Linked DNA regions of Anas platyrhynchos: region 1 is linked to region 2. Evidence: chromatin contacts called from public Hi-C data. All regions are on one chromosome and are shown on one strand. Each heading gives the region's core, a stretch centred on a gene start, on an enhancer-like site or on the middle of the called end of the contact. The rest is flanking DNA. Distances are from core to core; before and after follow the strand shown.

Evidence for each region. Hi-C and Micro-C count contacts between places; a contact is called where the count stands out from the background.
Region 1: a Hi-C map of liver shows a contact between it and region 2, with 2.7 times the contacts expected there. The contact joins the enhancer-like site here to the promoter of IL10RB in region 2. A contact is called at or near these places in 2 of 8 Hi-C or Micro-C datasets (liver and skeletal muscle).

The regions. Positions count from the first base shown.
Region 1 is chr1:110,731,961-110,735,932 of IASCAAS_PekinDuck_T2T, forward strand. It overlaps IFNAR1 (interferon alpha and beta receptor subunit 1), which reads left to right. Exons shown (of 10, transcript XM_072026527.1): 10 at 3,009-3,972. The coding sequence ends at 3,085. Among named protein-coding and RNA genes, the nearest start is that of IFNGR2, 17 kb to the right of the region's middle. Within about 2 kb of position 2,126, at least 2 of the 8 cell types and tissues checked have an H3K27ac peak or open chromatin away from gene starts, as enhancers often do.
Region 2 is chr1:110,691,475-110,695,297 of IASCAAS_PekinDuck_T2T, forward strand. It overlaps IL10RB (interleukin 10 receptor subunit beta), which reads left to right and starts at 1,959. Exons shown (of 7, transcript NM_001310411.1): 1 at 1,959-2,018; 2 at 3,121-3,244. The coding sequence starts at 1,970. It overlaps IFNAR2 (interferon alpha and beta receptor subunit 2), which reads left to right. Exons shown (of 10, transcript XM_072026515.1): 10 at 1-882. The coding sequence ends at 151.

The DNA of each region.
Region 1 (3,972 bases), core at 876-3,375, 41 kb after region 2:
TATGGGAATTCTAACCCCTGTATCTCTGTCATTCACATATTATATTCTTTGAGGCTAGAACCTGCACACAAGCAATAGGGTGGTAATAGATTTACATATATCAGGTGCTTCAGGGTAACTGTCTGCACAGCCTTTCTGTCCTGTTGTCAAAGAGGGAGGGAATAATCAGATCTTGGTTCTGATCCTATATGCAAATGTACGTGTTCTTGTTTGATAAATCTCTTAGGTTGTGCTTTTAATAAAATTATGTGAGATATAGAATTACATTCATTTCCTAATGACCTTCGTGCCTGGGTATAGCAGTGAAGGAATGTGAAATGTTGTGATAAATACTGCAGCAGATTTAGGGGAGGGGGGTTATCTGTTTTAATCTGTGTGGTTTATGAATACCTAGACTGAATGTTTGTTTTTGCTTTTTTTTTTCACATCCACTTTTTTAGATAAAATGTTACCTCTGATCATTTTAGCAACGTTTGTAAGTGCCCTGGTTGCTGTCTTGGTTGTGGCTGTACTGATCATTTTTTTCCTGTATCAAGCCTATAATAAAATCAAGTATGTGTTCTTTCCATCATGCACGCCTCCTCTGAACATAGAGGTGAGACAAGATTGATTTTTCTCATTCATTAAGCAGACATACTTTTAAGAAAGAAGTGTAAAATGTTATAGAAAAAGTTTCAGTTAGTGAACATTTTAATTGTTTATTTGCACAGAAGAGTTGCTAACCTTTTTTATTCCAGTGCATGTATTTACTCCGTATGTGTATGTACTTTTGCCCTGCAATTTGAGACCAGAATAGTTTTCCCACCATGTTATCTGGCCCTAGCCTTTTTTGCCTTCTCCCTGTTGGTTCATGGCATAAAATGAGTACTGTGTCTTACTTGCTTCCTTTCAATTAAGAGCTTGCTATTATTTTCTTGCTGCATAGCACTTGATTTTTATTGCTTCTGGATTGTCTTTCTCCATCGTTGCATTAGACCTCAGTAGTTTCTCTGAAGGTTTCCTTGGAAGGCAAGCATGAGTAGCCTGGAGAGGGGAATTGATTGACTGCAGCCCTGCAAAGCAGGGCTAAGGACATGGGGATACAGCTGGGTGGAAAAACTGGGTATGAGCTGGCAATTTGCACTTGCAGCCCAGAAAGCCAAGCTTAAAATCCTGGGCTGCTTAAAAAGAAGTGTGGCCAGTCAGTGGATGGAGGGGATTCATCCTCTCTGCATTGCTCTCATGGGACCCCACCTGGAGCACTGCACCCAGGTCTGGAGCTTCAGTACCACAAGGACGTGGACCTGTGAGAGTGGGTCCAGAGGAGGGCCCTGAAAGTGATGGGAAGGCTGGAGCACCTCTCTTGTGAAGAGAGGCTGAGAGAGTTGAGAAAAACTTTTTACTAAGGTTTGTAGTGACAGGACAAGGGGCAGTGGTTTTAAACTGAAAGGGGATAGATTTACACTGGGAAGAAATTTTTATGATGAGGGCAGTGAAGCACTGGCACAGGTTGCCCAGAGAAGCTGTGGATGCCCCATCCCTCAAAGTGTTCAAGGCCAGGCTGGATGGGGCTTTGGGCAACCTGATCCAGTGGGAGGTGTCCCTGCCCTTGACAGGAAGGGTGGACTAGATGATTTTTAAAGGTCCGTTCCAGCCCAAACAGTTCTAAGATTCTATGAATAGGGGTTGATAGGTAATTTTCTGGTTCTTTGATTCTTAGTGATCAATAGAGTCAGGTTCAAAACAAAAGTATCTTCAGGCAGGGGGACATGCAGATCTCCTATGTGGACAGCCTTTGTGGATATGAGAACGGTTATATGGGTCATGGGCATGTTCATGGAAGAGAATTGCATGAAACGTCACTAAAACAAACAGAAACCATCTCTGTCTCAAGAAGCTGTAAAGAGTTGGGAGTGTCCTTCCAGCCTCTTGTATTCTGTGAAAGCCACGTTGCTTTTCTGACGTGTCCTCCATGTACTTTTGTGGTCTGAGAATCCATGTGGTCAAAGAACAGTCATTATTGCCTGTTCTTTAAAATTCAGGACATGAAAACGAAAGTCCAATCTTTGCAAACACTTCTACCATCCCCTGACCTAGCAATCTAGATGATTCAAGTCTCAAAGGCAGATGTTGTGCAACTTCTGGCTTTGCTTGGCATAGTACTCAGTGATCCCCTTCTGGAATGAACAGAGCAACGTGTCAATGCGGGTATGTTCTGAAATGCAGCAAGAGCTGCTCATCACTGTGCTTTCTTCAGTGTCTCCCAAAACGTAGACCTGAGCATTGTGTGGCCTTCCTAATGTGTTTCTCCTTCTCACTGATGCTCTTAGGATATGTAGCGTACAGAGCTTTCTGAGTAAAAGTTAAAATTGCAAACCAGTCTCATAATTTCCAAGGGCAAATCTGAATTTGATTAGTTTGTAAGGCAACATTTTAGCTCTTCTGTTTAGTAGAATGCTGGTAACATGGTTGATGTATATTTGACTGAGAACTTTTCTAATGGGTTTGATTTAAACAACTGCTTCTTAGATTTAAGGCACGTAGGAAGGACAGCAGCATGCTGTTGAGAGCTGTATAAGGGGTTGGTATCATGCTGCTGCAGCTTGCTTTCTCTTTCTTCATTCAAACTTTGCTTAATAACTAATAATCACTCGTAGGCTTTGCGAACACACATCTGTCATCCACATGCTATGACACGATCTCTGAAAATGTTCTGAATTAGGGTTTTCCTTTATTTCCTCATAAGGCTAGAGTCAAAGAAATATTGCAATTAAATCGGTGATTGGCAGCTGCAAACAGCGTCTTAACCTCAACTCTTTTACTGTAATCATTCTTCAGTATTTGATTATATAAATGCAGCTCAACTTCATTGTCATTTTTCATTTGTGATTTATTATACAGCGTATAATAGGTAGAAAACCTTATGATGCTATTGAATGTGATAAACTAGATTTGTACAACTATGGTGTTAAATTGAGTCATTATTTAGGTGTTAGGCATGAATATTCATCTCTCTTCTCTTTTTGCAGGGATTTGGAGAACAGCTCTTTGGCAGCCCATATCTGCCCACTGTGGAAGAACCAATAGAAAGTTGTTATGTCATTGAAAGCATCATAGAAGAAGTAAATCAAAATGATTTCAAAGACTACAAACACTCTAAACAGAGCAGTCGAGATTCAGGGAATTACTCTAATGATGATGATACCTCAGGGAGCAAAGGGTCAGAAGGAATGCTAGAAAAGGAAATAATATAACTTTTAAGGAAGTAAAATTGAAATGTGGGACTAGTAGTGTAATAAACACTTAAACTTTTTTTTATTATGAAAGTCTTGGACTAACGAAGACGGTATGGCTTTGGGATATTTGTGCTGAAGTTTCCAAATCTCCACTGGATTAGTGGAAAGTCACATTCTCTGCTGCAAGCTGACTGAAGTTAAAACACATTTGACTTCTGTTATCTTACGCCATTTTGACTGAATATTCATCCTGTGATAAAAGGAATACCACCTGAATAAAGAGGAACAAATCTGTCCACTTCATATACTTGAACCTAATAACCTCAGTGAAAGCCTGCTGTGTTCCACAAGCAGGCTTTGAGTGCCAGTGTGTACTTTGAAAGAATACTTAAATTACAGTATTGAGTCCTAGTGTTTACACAGGCAGAAGAAAACTGATGCCAGATACAATTGTAAGAAGTGTGATGTTCTCTTCCAGCCCTTTGGGGGCAGTGGTTTTTGGTTCAGCAGGTCCAGAGCGAAGGATGCAGAGAAACCAGTCTCAGTGAGGCAGCTCCTCTGAGCATCCGTGTAAACTTTCGTGGCCACGGCTATCAGATACTTCCGATGCCTGCCTTTGTGTTCATGAAGCTGTGTCCCTGCATCAGGGTGCTCTTCTCCTACAGCACTTGGTAACCTGGGCAAGTTTGGGGAGGAGAAGAGTTAGGAAAGAGGCTTACTCCACTGGAAAGAGAAATTTCACAGTGGAAGCTCTTTG
Region 2 (3,823 bases), core at 709-3,208:
TGAATCACAGCTCCCTGATGATACAGAAAGTGTGCAGAAACCACACTGTCTTAACAACTCTCAGGAATGGAAAGATTCATCTAGTTCTTCCAATGAAAGTGACTCATCAGATTCAGATACAGACCCAAAAACTGAATACCTAAGAAGATGAATCTGAGGACCACTGTTGTTTTATAACATACAAGTAGATACTGTCCAACTTTATTCTTTCTGGACTGAACATACAGACCTGATCTCTTTGTTTTAGCATTCTGAAAGTATATACTGAAGTACTGAAAATATACAGGACTCATTTTAACAAATATTTCTGTGATATCAGTGTGTGGTTCAGGTGGTATCAAAAACAATTTGGATGTAGCAGAAAAAGGGAGCAGTTACTTCGTTTTGCAATTTGCTGGTGAATTATACCTTTTAGCTGTTACATGGTAAATATCTTCTATAAACTCAAGTGAGGAGTTAGTTTATAGTACAGGGAGATGTGAATGGCCGGTCTCTTAATCAAACCCCGTTTGGTTGTCTTGTGTGTTTTTTTGTTTTGTTTCCCAAGGACTCTGCTACTATTCCTTAGCTTTGTTGATGGGTTACTCTGAAGCCTGTTCTGCTGGGTGGATTGCAGGCATCAGGGTAGTGCTACGTTCCAGTCAGTAAACTGATTTCAAAGTTGTGCAGAGAAGGCCGATAAATGAAATCATGGAGGTGCAGGGAGACAAGGTAAGAATACTCAGTAGCTTGCAAGAGAGTTCGTGTTACTGTGATTCAAGGCATTAAACGTGTCTGTCTCGTATAACTGAATACTATTTTTTAAAATATTTTTTATGATGTTTAAAGGTTACTGGACAGTAAAGTTATTTTATCCTTCATAAAAAGAAAACTTTTCATAAACCTGTCTAAGAATTTTTACTGTGGTTTTTTTTTTTTTGGTTTGGTTTGTTGTTTGTGTTTTTGTTTTTTTTTGGGGGGGGGGTGGTTTTTTTTTTTTTTTTAGCCTTTGAAAAGCTACATGAGTTAGCCTGTTTACTGGGGGAAGGGTTTTAGGTATCTTGTAGCCAAACAGCTCTTTTTGCCTTGTTCTGGTCCACATATATACTACTTTTCTGCCTGTTAGCATAGCAGTTCCTGGCTGATATGGCTGGCAGGCATTCCTTTGGTCAGGATAGCTGAGAGTAACTTCTAAAATGTTGTAGTACACTCCGCTGTGCTACTTTTAAGAACTAGAAGGTGCAAATATGTGGCAAGCTGGATCTTAAGTATTTGTAGATGTATAGAATTAGTTGGATTAAACTTCTACTCACAGAGACCCTGTAATACACTGACTGCTGTTTCCTAAGGCAAATTGGTATAAACCTCTCCACAATGGTAGAAGCCAGTGGAACTGCTCATAGGTAAGTGAAGGCAGAGGACCAGTGTCTACCTGAGGAAAAGCAGCAAACTGTGTTGTATCCCTGTTTAGTTAGTAACAGGAGGGGATCAAGGGGCCAGAAACAAACGTGCTAAGCCTTCACAAAGAACTGGCATTTTCAGCTGGGAAAACTGTTCCAATTGGGATGCTGAATGTTATGGTGGAAGTGGCACGGGCATTTCTGCAGGCCTGACCCTGAACTCAAAAGATGAACCTTTCCTCAGGTAACATTCCTGTTGCTGGCAGCAAGTTTTGCTGCCCTGCTTCCTCTGACGCCTGTTAACCAATATTTATTTCCCCACCGCACCGCCCCACCTGCCTCCCCTTTCCTCAGCTGCCCCGCTGCGTCCCCACTACGCTCCCTAGAGCCGAGGAGTCGCCGAAACTCATTGATTTTACAATAAAAAAGGGCTTTTCAGCGCCGTGAGGGGCTGCCTGCTCTCCTGAGGGGAAGGCGTGACGAGCGGTGCCCGGCCCGCCCTCAGGAAGAGAGCCGGGGCCGCCCCCGCTGCCATGGCGCGGCGGCGCCTCAGCGCCTGACGGAGGGACGGAGGGAGGGTGGCAGCCGAAATGGCCGCCGCCCTGCGGGGCGCCCTCAGCGCCTGCCTCCTGCTCTGCGGTGAGTCCGGGGGGCTCCGGTTGTCGCGGGGTGTGGACGGAGCCGCGGTTTCGGATGGGGATTTGGGCTCCTCCCCGCCCCGGACCTTTAATGGGGGGGGGTCCCGCAAAGCGCCGCCCGGGATCCGCGGGTGGGAGAGGAGGCGGGAGGCTCGGGCTCTGCGCCCCGCACGACCCCGCGTTGCCGGGTTATTTGGGGGCTTTGTGTGTTTTCACACAGTGTGCCGCGGCAGGGGTTGCTCCTGTGTGCTCTGAGCAATGGTCTGCTCCGCTGGGGCGTGTTTGCCTTGGTCAGGTGTGTTGCCGAAGCGGGGCGAAGTCCCTTCTGCTTTAGCTTCGGTGTCAGCAGTTGTGTTAAAAGGGCTTAATCATGGTAGTGGACTGGCTAGCTGTGCTGTTTTAGGACTTCCTTTATTCAGTTTCACCAAAGCAAAATCCCCTTGCTTCCATCGCTTATAACGAGTGCTGGTTACCGACACGTTTATTGGTGTTATATATTTAATAGACCTCTCGTCTTCAAGGGCACTTCGCACTTATCTCTCCTTTTCAAGAGGGTGGTCATTAAACAGAACGAGTAAAGCGTTTTAAATGTCAATACTAAGCCACGTAGTAATGATATAGATACGATTTATTTAATTCTCTTAATCTTACGCCCAGTCCTACATAAAAAGACTGTGATCCTCTTCAGGAAAAAAATGCATATATATGCAACCCACACATCAGTGTTTTGCCATAGTACTACCAGAGCACTACTTAGAAAAATTGTGCCTTGCCAGTCTCAGTGAAAGCTCGTGCACGTAGCCCGATCGGCACGAAGTCTTAGTCAGCAATGAGCAACTCATTCATAATAAGCTGTGGTGTCATAAGGCAGTACTTACTGGAAGTCGTTGGGGCTAGCTAATTTGGTTTTGTTGTGTAAGCTTTTGTTGGGTGATTGTTGGGATGTGTCTAGCCTGTATTAAAGTCTATTTAAAAATAAATTAAAAAAAAAAAAAAGGCTGAGGCCTGAAGGAAAAGAAGGCGGTGTTTATGTTTTGGATGACTGAGAAGTCACTGGAGGAACGCATACTAAGATTTTTGTTTGTTGTTGATTGCCCTAACAGTTTCTGGAACAGTGCCCAAACCCCAAAACACAAGGATTAATTCAGTTAATCTTCAGAGCATTTTAATGTGGGATCCACCTAGGTTTCAGAAGGGCAGTTTAAGTTATACTGTCCAGTCTAAGAGGTAAGTCTGGTGGAGTTGTCTTTTTTTTTCCACTTTTTTTTTTTTTTTGCATTTCTTTTAAGTACCTATCTGTAGCTGTCACAGAAATTTGTATTTTCCAGCTGCAGGTGATTGATTTCTTCCCTCTCTTACAGCAAGATAGGTAGCTGTCCTTTTCCTTTAGCTTGTGAGAGGTATATCTTTAAAGAAAGTACATTTGCCTGTTACTTAGCTATATGTTTCACACCCAAAAGTTTTCTACATACTTTTTTGGAACTGGAAACATATTTTAATGTTGGCTGTTTTTGTTTTTCTCTGCCGTGTAGCCATCACACGTTAAGCAGGACTATGGCTGTTGAATCAGGACCTTATCTGGTCTTTCACCTCCCAGCAGCATTTTGTGCTTTGCCACTGGTGCAGCCTGCTTGTTTGTGTCCTTCGTAGAAATGCCTGACAATCTGCAGGCCATGGCTCTTCAGCTGAATGCCTCTAAGCTCAGGACATGTTTTCTGAGGTCTCCTTTTGTCAGGTTTGGTGAGTTAGTTTTGAACTGTTTTTTCCACTGTGTCCTTCCAAGATGGTCTTTCCTGCCACAAGTGT